2 separate regions of the Mus musculus genome follow, and region 2 is linked to region 1. Evidence: chromatin contacts called from public HiChIP or PLAC-seq data. All regions are on one chromosome and are shown on one strand. Each heading gives the region's core, a stretch centred on a gene start, on an enhancer-like site or on the middle of the called end of the contact. The rest is flanking DNA. Distances are from core to core; before and after follow the strand shown. Region 1 has its middle 4.3 kb from the start of Gm51783. Region 2 overlaps Cpm (carboxypeptidase M).

Region 1 (6,221 bases), core at 1,688-4,187:
CTGGACCTTCCAACTATGATGGACTCTGAACCCAAACTGAGAGCCAAAGTTAACCCTTTGGAGGACCGTAGTGTCTACAGCTGCTGTTCTCAACCTGTAGCTCGCAACCCACCTGGGTCAAACGACCCTTTCAGAGGATCGCCTTAGACCATCTGCATATCAGATATTTACAACATGATTCATAACAGTAGCAAATTTACAGTTATGAAGTAGCAATGAAAATACTTTTATGGTTGGGGGTCACCCTAGCATGAGGAGCTGTCTCAAAGAGTGGAAGTGTTAGGAAGGTTGAGAACGGTTAGGAAGGGGGATAAAGGAACACAGGACATTGGGGTGTGCCCTTGAAGAGGCCCTGGAGGCACACATTTTTTTTCCAGCCTACTTTTAAAAAGGTTCACCCTCTCCTCTAGTCCACCACCCAGCAGAGGTAGTGAAAGAGAAAAGTTATTGAATATGTGCATCTCAGGTAATGTGCCACATCACTGGAACCCTAACTCAGCCCTGCAGAATTTTCTCTTCCATGCCTTCATTCTCAGCTTCCGAGGTGATGAGACTGGCAGAAACCCTTGGTCATTGGCAAAATCCTGAGCCTTCTTTCCTTCCTAAGACAAGCTGGTCAATCTCATCCACCCTCAATGTTCTTTTTCTTTGTTTTAAGATTTATTTATTCATTTTATGTATATGAGTACACTGTAGATGTACAGATGGTTGTGAGCCTTCATGTAGTTGTTGGGAATTGAGGTTTTAGGACCTCTGCTTGCTCCGGTCAACCCTGGCCCAAAGATTTATTTATTATTATACACAAGTACACTGTAGCTGTCTTCAGATGCACCAGAAGAGGGCATCAGATCTCAGTACGGGTGGTTGTGAGCCACCATGTGGTTGCTGGGATTTGAACTCAGGACCTCTGGAAGAGCAGTCATTGCTTTTACCTGCTGAGCCATCTCTCCAGCCCCACCCTCGATGTTCTACTGAAGTTTTTGCCATCTATTTCTTCTACAGAGGCTATGGGTGTGGCTTTTAACAGCCCCACAGTACAGGCCAAGCAACACCAAATTAAAATGAAGGCTGCTTTCGGTAAAGGACAGGGTCTCACTGTAACACCCTGGGTGACAGGGAACTCACTATGTAGACCAGGCCAGCCTAGATCTTGAAGAGTGTGTCTCCATCATTGAGAGATACTAACTTCTCTTAGAGCTCAATGATGTGGTAAGAAGAAGAATTCTCTCGGGAAACATTTTCTTACTAAAGAAAACAGTGAGAATTGTCTCATCTGAACGCAGAAAGTGAGACATCTCATTGTGAGTGGATATCCTCTGCTAACCCCATCCCCCTGAGGGAGGCAGGACAGCAGTTGGAGGTCGTCGGGCAACAGGACATGAAGTGCCTGGGTGATATTTTTCACACAAGCTGTGAACATGGTAGGCTTGCCAGCATATTGCCAGTAGCAAGTGTCCCTAAGAACCTCCCAAACCAAGGCTGCTGACAGGTCTGGCATCTTATTGGAAGTGGATTTTGTGACTGGCAACATCTGACAGTTGCCAGGTGGTTTGGAACACTGGTATAGTTTCCTGTTGTTCAACTCTAAGATCTCATGGATAGATAGATAGATAGATAGATAGATAGATAGATAGATAGACGGATAGATAGATAGATCTTGAAAACAGAAAGGTAACTCCTATTTCTCCATCAGTAGTGATCAATGTACTGCACAATTGGTTTGGTGCAGAGATTCTGGAGACCCAAGCCTGGGCTTCAGACAAACTCTCTGTCATTGAACGGACTTGTCATTGAAGGGACCTGTCAGTGCCAGCCCTGTACCATGTAAATTACAGTGACTATAAGATTTTTAAAAAATTCTTCTGTTTATAAAGTTTTAAACAAACAACCCCCCACCCTCCTCACTACAGAAAACCAAGAGCGGTTTTCGGAAACACACCAATGGATACAAGAAGAGGCATGCTTGTGTTCATGTTGGCATAGCCTCGGGCTTTGAGCAGGGGGGCCCACACAGCAGGCTGTACAGCTGTTGAAGGGTAGAAATGGGTCGCACAACCTCACCCTGCCATCGTTTTCTGAGCAGACGCTGTCCTCCACCCCACAGTTCGGGCATTCTGTCTTTAATGTGACATCTGCCCCGCTGTGCCACGCTCAGCTCTGCTCATCTTATGCTAAACATACTTCACCCTCTCCATAGGTGACATCACCCTCTCCATGGGTGACATCACTCTCTCCGTGGGTGACATCACCCTCTCCATAACCTGTGACACAGGTAAATTTTATTAGCAGAGAGCAGCTTACTGGTCCAAGGGGAGCATTTTGCTGAGCTGGAAATCTGTTTCAAATAGTCCGGCTTTAGGATATGCGTGCCTAGCTGCACTTAACATCGTTCCTGTTTTCAGTGGAGATCAAGGAAAGGGTCCCAGATAGATCAAACTGGAAATTAGGGCAGAAGCTGGGCAGATCTGGACTGGGGGTGTTTTGCTCCACTGCAGCCTCCCACTGATAACAGGGGAGAATCAGGTGCCCTCCTCCATCCCTGTACTGTGACCTTTCCCATAGCCCACCTGCCAAGTACACCTTACACTTGCTTGTTGTGTTTCTGAGTATTCTCTGGGCACCCTCTCCCACCTCAGGAAGATACAAGCAGCTAAGAGCAGGTTTCTTATCTGTTTGGCTCTCTGAGGTTCCCCAACCATTTAGAGCTGTGCCCCCGGCCCTTCATGTGCTCCTGGTATCTGTTCAATAAATAACACCTTACCACTTGGTAGGTTAGCGGGGATGAAGGTTTTCACATTTGTAACAGAAAGCACAGCGGGTGGGCCATTAGGAGGCTGAAGAAGACCCCACAGAGCATGGAAGGCCTGGAGGCTGTTATCAGTCGGAGTAGGAGGTGCTCTAAATCAACACCCTCCTGGCCCAGGGAGATTATCAAGTAAGTAAGACAATGGGACCAGACAGAAAGGCACCTGGAAATGAGCCAGCAGGAAGTGGGGAGAGAGTGGTTTCTGGTTTCGATTTTCTTTGTCTTCGTGGGTTTGGTGTTTCACTCTAATCCCTTTTGATCCCCTTGGTTAAATCCTATTATTTAGACACTTGATTCTAGTAGAATCTTTTTTTACCAATAAAAAAATCTCTGTGGTGTCTGTGTGTGTGTGTGTGTGTGTGTGTGTGTGTGTGTGTGTGTGTATGTGTGGGTGGGTGTGTGTAGGCCAGAGGTCCACATAGGCCTCTTCTCCACAATTCTTCTTTCTGAGACAAGGGCTCACCATGAGGCCCTGGCTGTCCTGGAACTCACTACATAGAATAGGCTGACTCCAAACTCACAGAGATCTGCCTGCCTCTGTCTATGTGCTAAGATTGAAGGTGTGTACCACCCATCACCATGCCTGGTACTCACTTAATTTTTTTTAAGACAAGGTCTCTCACAGAACCTGGAGGATACTGATTTGGCAAAATCGGCAGGCCAGGAAGGTCATGACCCTTCCTGTCTACCACCAAGGCACTGCGGTGCCAGGCATAGCTTTTTTGTTGTTGTTGTTTTGTTTGTTTGAAACAGGGTTTCTCTTTATAGCCCTGGCTGTCCTGGAACTCACTTTGTAGACCAGGCTGGCCTCAAACTCAGAAATCAGCTTGCCTCTTTCTCCTGAGTGCTGGGATTAAAGGTGTGCATCACCACGCCCGGCCAGGCATAGCTTTTTATGTGCTTGCTACATCCATGGCAGCCATTTTACCAACTGAGCCATAATTGCATAACTTTCGAAGGTTGTAGGAGGTCGGAGTGAAGCTACACTACTTTTACTGTAGCTTGCCATTTCCTATTGAAAGAAAATGAGATTTTGTAACTTGTGATTCATGTAAAAGAGTTGTCTATGAGCCCGCGGCCTGGGGCCGAGAACAAAGCAGAACAGACAGGGCTGTTAAGACATTCCTAAGAACAGCTTGATTGTACAAGCAGGGCTATCTTGTCTGGGTCAACACCACCTGGCCCGAACCTCCCCTCTGTCTACTGCCCCTTGACACTGGGTAAAGTCATACATCAACTGGTTGCTATGTGAACAAGATAAGCCCCCAGCCCACAGGAACAAAGTCCTGATGCCCTTTTGCTAACATGTAATCTTTCTGTTAATGTTTAAATAAGCTAATAGTGTGTCACTATGCTGAATTCCACACCCCTAAGCCCCTTACCCCATAAAAACCCCTAGCTTTCGAGCCTCGTGGCCGACATCCGTTATCTCCTGTGTGAGATACATGTCAGTCCGGAGCTCCGTAATTAAACGTCCTCATGTATTTACATCAAGATGGTGGTCCTTTGTGATTTTTTTGGGTGCACGCCGAATTGGGAATTGGGTAGGGGTTTCCCCACTAGGTCTAACACTATGGATGCTGAACAAGGGATCCCTACTCACAAACTGAGTCAGGAAGACCTGGCTGAGAACTGACTCCCAAGGAGCCCAGACCTCCTGTCTGTAGAAGACCGACCTCAGCAGCTCTCCCCTGCACTCCTTACATTCTATGAGTAGGGCCCTTGTGGCAGGCCTGGGCAGGTTTTGTCTCCCTTTCTGGCAATCCTATCCCAGGATTGTTGTGACTATAAAAAGATAAAGAGAGGAGAGATATGTTCTATGTAGGTGTGGGGGAAAGGAGTGCCTCAGCGGACCCATGCCAAGGCATTCCTTCCCCCTGAGGGACCAGCCACACAATGGTATAGTATAGAATAGAGTTTATTAAGGGCATGGGGAAGGGAGTTTAAAGGGTAGTAGTAGTAGGAGGAGAGAGAGAGAGAGAGAGAGAGAGAGAGAGAGAGAGAGTATAGAGGCTAGCCATGACCATGACCACTTGGAGAGAGTGGGAAGGGAATGGGGAGAGGGGGAGCAAGAGGCAAGGGAGAGAAGTAGGAGTAAGAAAGAGAGGAGGGGGCAAGCAGCGGTTGGGCCAGGCAACCTGGCTGTTGCCAGGTAACTGTGGGGAGGAGCCTACCTGGTTGTTGCCAGGTAACTGTGGGGGCAGAGTCCAGATAGAATGCTAACAAGAATAGGTTAGCATAGAACTATAGAAATTTTTGGAAAACTGCATTCCATACAACAACTGCTAAAGATTGTTTATTGTGAGTCTCTGACATCTGCCCATAGTGGGTCCTCAGTATGCCCAAAGTGGGTGCTCCTAACACAGGGTGTCTCACACAGACTTTGTGACTGTAGATAAATGGCTCTCTCTGGAGACTGGACTTAACCCAAAGATATCGAAAGAGAGATGCTTTCACACATAGTGGTGGTTTGACTGAGAACTGTCCCCTCCACCTGCTGCACAGGGTCACTTATTTAAACACTTGGTCAGCTCCTGGCTGGTGGCTCTTTTGGGAGGAAGTGGAACCTTTCTTCATGAGGCAAAGCCTGCTGGAGGAAGTATACATCACTGGGTGCAGACTTTTGAACTTTGCAGTCTGGCCCCACTCCAGTTCATCCTGCTCCGTGTTTTCATTTGAAGATGAGGTCTCTCAGTTCTGGGCCACAGTGTCTCCCTCTCATTATAGACTCTCCTCCTGGAACCCTATCCCCAAATAAACTCTTCCTTCTTCCTTCTATAACTTGCCCTGGTCATGGTATTTATCACAATAAAAAAGGAACTAATACACATTTATCATTAAGAACCCTAATAGTTGGGACTGGAGAGATGGCTCAGTGGTTAGCACCGCTAGCTGTTCATCCAGAGGACATGGGTTCAATGCCCAGCACCCACATGGTGGCTCATCATCATTTGTGACTCCAGTTCTAGGGGATATGACATGTTGTGGCCTCTTTGGGAGCCAGCCACACATGGTACATAGACATACATGCAGGCAAAACACTCATACACATAAAATAAAATAATACTTAAAAAAAGATTTATTTATTATTATACATGAGTACACTGTAGCTGTCTTCAGATGCACCAGAACAGATGCATCAGGTCTCATTACAGATGGTTGTGAGCCACCATGTGGTTTCTGGGAATTGAACTCAGAACCTCTGGAAGAGCAGTCAGTGCTCTTAACCACTGAGCCCAACTCTCCAGCCAAATACTTTTTTAACTTATAAAATACCCCCCCCCAAAAAATAAACAAAACAAAACAAAAATCAGACAGTGGTGGCGCATTCCTTTAATCCCAGCACTTGGGAGGCAGAGGCAGGCAGATTTCTGAGTTCAAAGCCAGCCTGGTCTACAGAGTGAGTTCCAGGACA
Region 2 (6,221 bases), core at 1,864-4,363, 200 kb before region 1:
CACTTGCTTTATCTACCATGGATCCTATAGCGTTAGGAGAGGGCCCCATCCTTCAACAGCATACTGGACTACCAAGGTTCTGCTCCTTCCTGCCTTGAGTATCCCACTCGGTGCCACAAACCACAGTCTTTGTTACGTGTTGCACTCTGAAGAGCCAGAATGCATGGATAGCGTGACCACTGTGGCCAGCTTCCATTCAAGGCTCAAGAAAAACTCCCTTTCCACTTAACCTCCTCCTCTTTCCTGCTGTCTCCCCTCCTTTCTTTCCCATCTCCTCCCTTCCCACCATTTTAATTTTTGAAACAGGCTTTCTCCGTGGAGCCCTGGCTGGCCTAGAACTTGCTCTGCATTGATTGAATTTGGGGCAACCATTCTTCCTTAGTACAGTCCTGGCACATACACTGTAATAGAGGATCAATAAATACTTGCTGAATACAGACAAGCGACTCAATTAACAAACAAATCAGGGGAGGTCCACTAGAGCTGAGGCCACACCCTACTCAGAAATTAGGTGGTGGATTTTCTCTTTTTGGTTTTTTTTTTCCCCCAATATGATGGAAACCCCTGTGACCTGCCAACAACGTGCCCACTGGGATGGGCTCTGGAAGGAAGTCAATTTCCTAGATCAGTTCCAGAGTAGATGGACCTTCTTGGAGTACTTCCATAAAAGAAAGTGCCAAAGTCCAAAGCCCACATCTGGTTTCAGGTTAGACTCTGCCAGCTGAAGGATGGGGTTTCATCTGCTCCCACTCTCTGTCCCCATGGGTGGAATGTTTTTGTATCAGACCAGAGGAACATCAAAGCTGGGCTCCATTTTATTTCTTGATGAACAGGTGATAAGGTGGTGCCTTTCCTTTTTTTTTTTTTTTTTTTTTTTTTTTTTTTTTTGGTTTTTCGAGACAGGGTTTCTCTGTATAGCCCTGGCTGTCCTGGAACTCACTTTGTAGACCAGGCTGGCCTCAAACTCAGAAATCCACCTGCCTCTGCCTCCTGAGTGCTGGGATTAAAGGCACACGCCACCACACCCGGTGGCCTTTCTACTTTTATTTGTTTTTAAAAAAAACAAAACTAGACGTCAAATCCAGGGCTTTGTGAGTGCTGTACTGACAAGTGGTTAGTTAGTAGCAAGAATCCTACCTCTGAGCTATTCCTCCATCCTGACTGTACATTTTTAATTGAAGAAGGCAAAGAGAGGGGATGAATTGGCTTGGGTGCATCTTCTTTTTCTGATTTCAATGTGGTTAAGACTCCTAGCACACAGGAGAGTGTATCAGTGAGAGGCAACCCAAACAGGATCCCGTCTTCTTCACCTTGCGATCTTCTCCCCCTACCCGCTTTGCTCTCCTCCTACACACAGCAAACGGAAAAGTATACACGTAAAACAAGTTTTTAGGGGTTGGAGAGATGGCTCAGCGGTTAAGAGCACTGACTGCTCCTCTGGAGATCCTGAGTTCAAATCCCAGCAACCACATGGTGGCTCACAACCACCCGTAATTAGGTCTAATGCCCTCTTCTGGTGTGTCTGAAGTCAGCTACAGTGTACTTACATGTAATAAGTAACTAAATCTTTAAAACAACAACAACAAAAAAGTTTTCAAAAACTAGACACAAAATCGTCACATCAACCATCATAATTTCTCTTTTATTTTTTTCCTAGCCTTTTTTTTTTCTTCTCACAGAGACAGGAAACTTGTTTTTAAATCCCCAAAGCTAAAAAAAAATCTCTAGAGGTTTTATACTATAAAAAGCCCCAGCTTCCCGTATTGGTCCCTTGGGTGAGAGATAACATAATCTGCCTGTCTTTTTTAAAGGACAGGTCAGTCATAATGAGAAGTTGGAACAACTTCTTGAAGTGCAAACAAGTATGTAAAGAGATTTCTTAATTGTCCCTTTGAATTTTTTTGCTGCTGGGGCTGAATCCAGGACCTCACATATGCTAAGCACACGCTGGACCACACATGCCTGACACCGCCAGCCTCTTGGATTTGAAAAGATGTAGCATTTGAAAAGATGCTACAATGTATCGTCCTTTGGGAGTTCCCTTTTATACAGCAGAAGCATTCTGTTTCAATGATGTCAGGCAGGTCGGATCCAGGATGTACTAACCAACCAGCCTCCAAAGATACAACATGAAGGACAGTGGGCAGCCCGAGAAACAGCTTTAAGATAATGGTAGTGATTGACTGGTGGTCAAGATATTAAGCTAGTTAACAGTGGTCACTATGCAGCTCAGGGCTCCAAAGGACCAGGTCCTGTCCTGACCCACAGGACTAGGGTCGTTACTGTTTGATCAGGACCTCTTTTTTTTTTAATTTTTAGATTTATTTATTTATTTATTTATTTATTTATTTATTTATTTATTTATTATATGTAAGTACACTGTAGCTGTCTTCAGACACTCCAGAAGAGGGAGTCAGATCTCCTTATGGATGGTTGTGAGCCACCATGTGGTTGCTGGGATTTGAACTCAGGACCTTCGGAAGAGCAGTCGGGTGCTCTTACCCACTGAGCCATCTCACCAGCCCCCCGATCAGGACCTCTTATTTTTAAAAGAGTATATGCTTAAAAACAAACAAACTTCTTTTTAAATTAAAGCAATTACATCATTTCTTCTTCTGCTTCTTCAGAACCTCTAAGCCCTCCCCACCGTATTTTATCTCAAATTCATGGCCTCTTTTTCTTTGATCAATATTAAAATTCTACCATGCTTATATGTGTATCGTTTCACTTGATATGTATACCATATCACTTGGTATTAGATAACCGACAGGGGCTCCTCCTTAGGGAAGACTATTTTTCTCATTCTCAGCCTTCTTAGGTTGTCTGTAGTTCCTGTCCAGCAGTGTTGCTCAGTAAGGTTCCCCCCTTTCAAGTTCGAGTGTCTCTTGGTGTCATCCTTGTCTAGGTCTTATCTAGGCAACCATATTGCTGAGATTTCATGGGTACTGTTTCCCATCTCAAAGCACGTTTCTCATTCCTCCAGCTCTTACAATCTTTCTGCCCCCTCTTCTTCAATGATTCCCAAGCCTTGCATGCAGGAGTTGCCATAGAGATGTATTGGGGCCGGGCACCACAGGCTCCCTTGTTCTCTGCACTCTGGTTGGTTGTGGTTTTCTGTAACGGTCTCCATCTGTTGCAAAGTGGAGTGTCTTTGATGATGCATTGCTTCCTTGCCAGTTCTGACTACAATCTCAACTATTTGATTTGACGACTGCTTGTGTTCTGTTCTGTTGAATTCTTCTCTTGGGGGATCGCAAGAACTGAGAGACTACCGTGGAAGCTGAGACCAGAAGAAACTGGGGGATCTCCCTCCCCATGGCAGTGATGTCGTGGTCCTTCTAGTTTGACTGGTGTTCCTCTCTGTTCTCTCTCCCCCTCCCCCATCTCTCTCATTACTATAGTGAGGGACAGAGACTTGCACGCCACAGTGCATGAACATGCAGAGGATATGGGCAACCGTGTGGGGGTGGTCTCCCTCCACCTTTCATGGGACCCAGAGGTGGAGCTCTGGTTTCTAGGCTCACAGGGCAAGTCCCTTTACCTGCTGAGCCATCTCACCAGCTGCCCACTGGCGTTCTTATTTCAGACTGGTGTCTATAGGTGCAAACTGTTCTAATTTATGACTAGGTTCATTTCAAGCCACTAATCCTCCCCTGAAAAAGTGTGTATTTGGGGTCTGCCCATCCTTGTTGATATTTATTTTTATTAGAAGAACTTTAACTTGCAAGTTTCCCTGGAAGCTGCTCTGAAGAGGAACCCGACTATTCTTGCGTTCCTCCTTCCTGAGTTTGGGCCATAAAGTCTTTCACTCTAAGGTCAGGCAAGCCAGAGTCTTGAATGAAGGCTGGTGAACTTCCAGAACAAGCAGGGAGTCTAAAGTTGCCAAAATGCGATTCCTTTAAGGACCAACTTAGAACACTCGATGGATTACGAAAGATGGACTTCTTTTTTTTGTTTTGTTTTGTTTTTCTGGATTGTGTTTGCAGTGCCTAGGAAGGAACCAGAGTCACGTGCATGTGAGGTAAGCACCCCATCACTGAGCCACACCCCATCACTGAGCCACACCCCATCACTGAGCCACACCCCATCACTGAGCCACATCTCCATCACTGAGCCACACCCCATCACTGAGCCACATCTCCATCACTGAGCCACACCCCATCACTGAGCCACATCTCCATCACTGAGCCACACCCCATCACTGAGCCACATCTCCATCACTGAGCCACACCCCATCACTGAGCCACACCCCATCACTGAGGCATATCTCCATCACTGAGCCACATCTCCATCTCCATCCTTGTTTGTTTTTGAGACAACAAACTGTCATTGTGCAGCTCAGACTGGCCTGGTCCCCGGAACCCTCGTGCCTCTCCCCACAGTGCTGAGGTTATAGGCATCCACCATCGTGACTTGTGCCCTTCTTCCATCTTGATCTCTATCTAAGTAGATCACTTGTTTGGTAAGTACGTCAAACCTGTATCAGGGTGGCACGCCATCTGCCTCCAAACAGCATCTTTGATCCCTTTGATCCTGCACAGTTAGTTAGGCACGGCACATTCCTGAATGAAGCGCACTGGATCTAAACCTGCACTGCCAGCCTCAAGAACCTGCTGTCACTTGTTAGCCATGTGACGTGTGACAAGATGCTTCATCTCCTTGATCACTTTCCTTATCGATGTTGGGGGATTAAGAGAATTAGTACTTCATGGAGTTGTGCTACTTCACCTAATCCTCCTGATCCTTGAAACACTGCGAGTAAGCTGTCCTTAGCGTGCTCAAGGCTGTGAGTTCGAGTTCCAGCACCACACAAGGGAGAGCAACTATAACAAACGCAGCAAAACCACAGTAAGCACGAGCTTGTTAAAAGACAAAGTTCAGGGCTGGAGAGATGGCTCAGCGGTTAAGAGCACTGACTGCTCTTCCAGGGGTCCTGAGTTCAAATCCCAGCAACCACATGGTAGCTTGAAATCATCTATAAAAGGTGATTCAATGCCCTTTTCTGGTACATCTGGAGACAGTGTACTCATATCATAAAATAAATAAGTAGACTCTCCTGTATAGTGCCTCCGAGCAATTAAGGTAAGGTATCCAGTATAAACAGCGTCTGAATCATATGATGGAGACCTTGGCCAGCAGTCAGCGGAACCACGCATGCCAAAGGAAATCTGCCCTTCAGTTTGAATAGACCAACACTCACGGAAGTGCACAAGAAGGAAAATAGAGGGGGCTGTTCTTTAAGAAACGTGTTTTTCCAAAGGCCTTAACAAAACAAATATTGCAAGATATTTCACACCTCTTGGTCAACTGAATTTACACTTTAAACTCATCCAGAATTTCCAGGGCGTGATGCCCAACCTAGAAGAGGTGAGCACACATCACTGGGAGGGCGGGGCCGGAAGATAAGTCACCCTACTGGCTGTGTTGGGCCACTAGTCACAAACATCTTACAACACTTTCTCACCTGGCCTGCTTCTGAAGCGATGGAGGTGACCTTGCAGATTTAATGATCTCAATGCTAATGAGGCGGGAAGCCCAAGCCGAGAGCTTGTAGATAGGAGGTGGCTCATTAGGAACTATTAGGAAAGTTGGGTCAATATGAACTGGTCAACGTGGACACAAAGCAAAGGGATTGTCCTAGATTATGAGGCTGGAGAGATGGCTCATGGGGTAAGAGCACTGCCTGCTTTTCCAGAGGACGTCCATTCCCAAGACCCACATGGCTACTCAAGACTGTCTGAACTCCGATTCCAGAGCATCCAACACCCTCTTCTGGCCTTCACAGGGCACGCACATAGGAGTACACAGACATACATATAGGCAAATACCCATAAAATTAAAAAAAATAATCCTGACAGAAAAAGTTTCAAAAGCACTGTTAGAACCACACAAAACCTTAATAATGCAGGATGCTGTTTGTTATTATTGAACTGTTATATTGTGTTTCTTAGTTTAAAGATGATACATTGTGACTAGGTGGAAGCTACGTTTAGAAGGAGACATGTGCTAAAATATTTAAGGGGATGCACACACTATTTACTGCTTCTAATAATTCAGCAAAATCAATAAAGCTCAGCCAAGCGGTGGTGGCTCCCACCTTTAATAGCAGCATGGCAGAGGCAGAGGCAGAGGCAGAGGCAGAGGCAGAGGCAGAGGCAGAGGCAGAGGCAGAGGCAGAGGCAGAGGCAGAGGCAGAGGCAGAGGCAGAGGCAGATCTCTGA

The links. HiChIP or PLAC-seq counts read pairs in DNA pulled down with a chosen protein or histone mark.
Region 2: a contact with region 1 is called in an H3K27ac HiChIP or PLAC-seq map of DN3 thymocytes, with 7 times the contacts expected there. The contact joins two enhancer-like sites. A contact is called at or near these places in 1 of 15 datasets of contacts at CTCF or cohesin (the NIH/3T3 cell line), 13 of 484 Hi-C or Micro-C datasets (CD8 T cells, the THB-7 cell line, bone marrow-derived macrophages and 5 more) and 14 of 115 datasets of contacts at active chromatin or transcription factors (the 230-238 cell line, CD8 T cells, DN3 thymocytes and 8 more).

Annotation. Positions count from the first base shown.
Region 1 is chr10:117,449,112-117,455,332 of GRCm38.p6, reverse strand. No RefSeq gene overlaps it. Among named protein-coding and RNA genes, the nearest start is that of Gm51783, 4.3 kb to the left of the region's middle. Within about 2 kb of position 2,937, at least 63 of the 459 cell types and tissues checked have an H3K27ac peak or open chromatin away from gene starts, as enhancers often do. A contact at or near this core is called in CD8 T cells and DN3 thymocytes, where this site is marked.
Region 2 is chr10:117,649,118-117,655,338 of GRCm38.p6, reverse strand. The region is part of intron 2 of Cpm (carboxypeptidase M); the gene reads right to left. Among named protein-coding and RNA genes, the nearest start is that of Gm25709, 10 kb to the left of the region's middle. Within about 2 kb of position 3,113, at least 48 of the 459 cell types and tissues checked have an H3K27ac peak or open chromatin away from gene starts, as enhancers often do. A contact at or near this core is called in CD8 T cells and DN3 thymocytes, where this site is marked.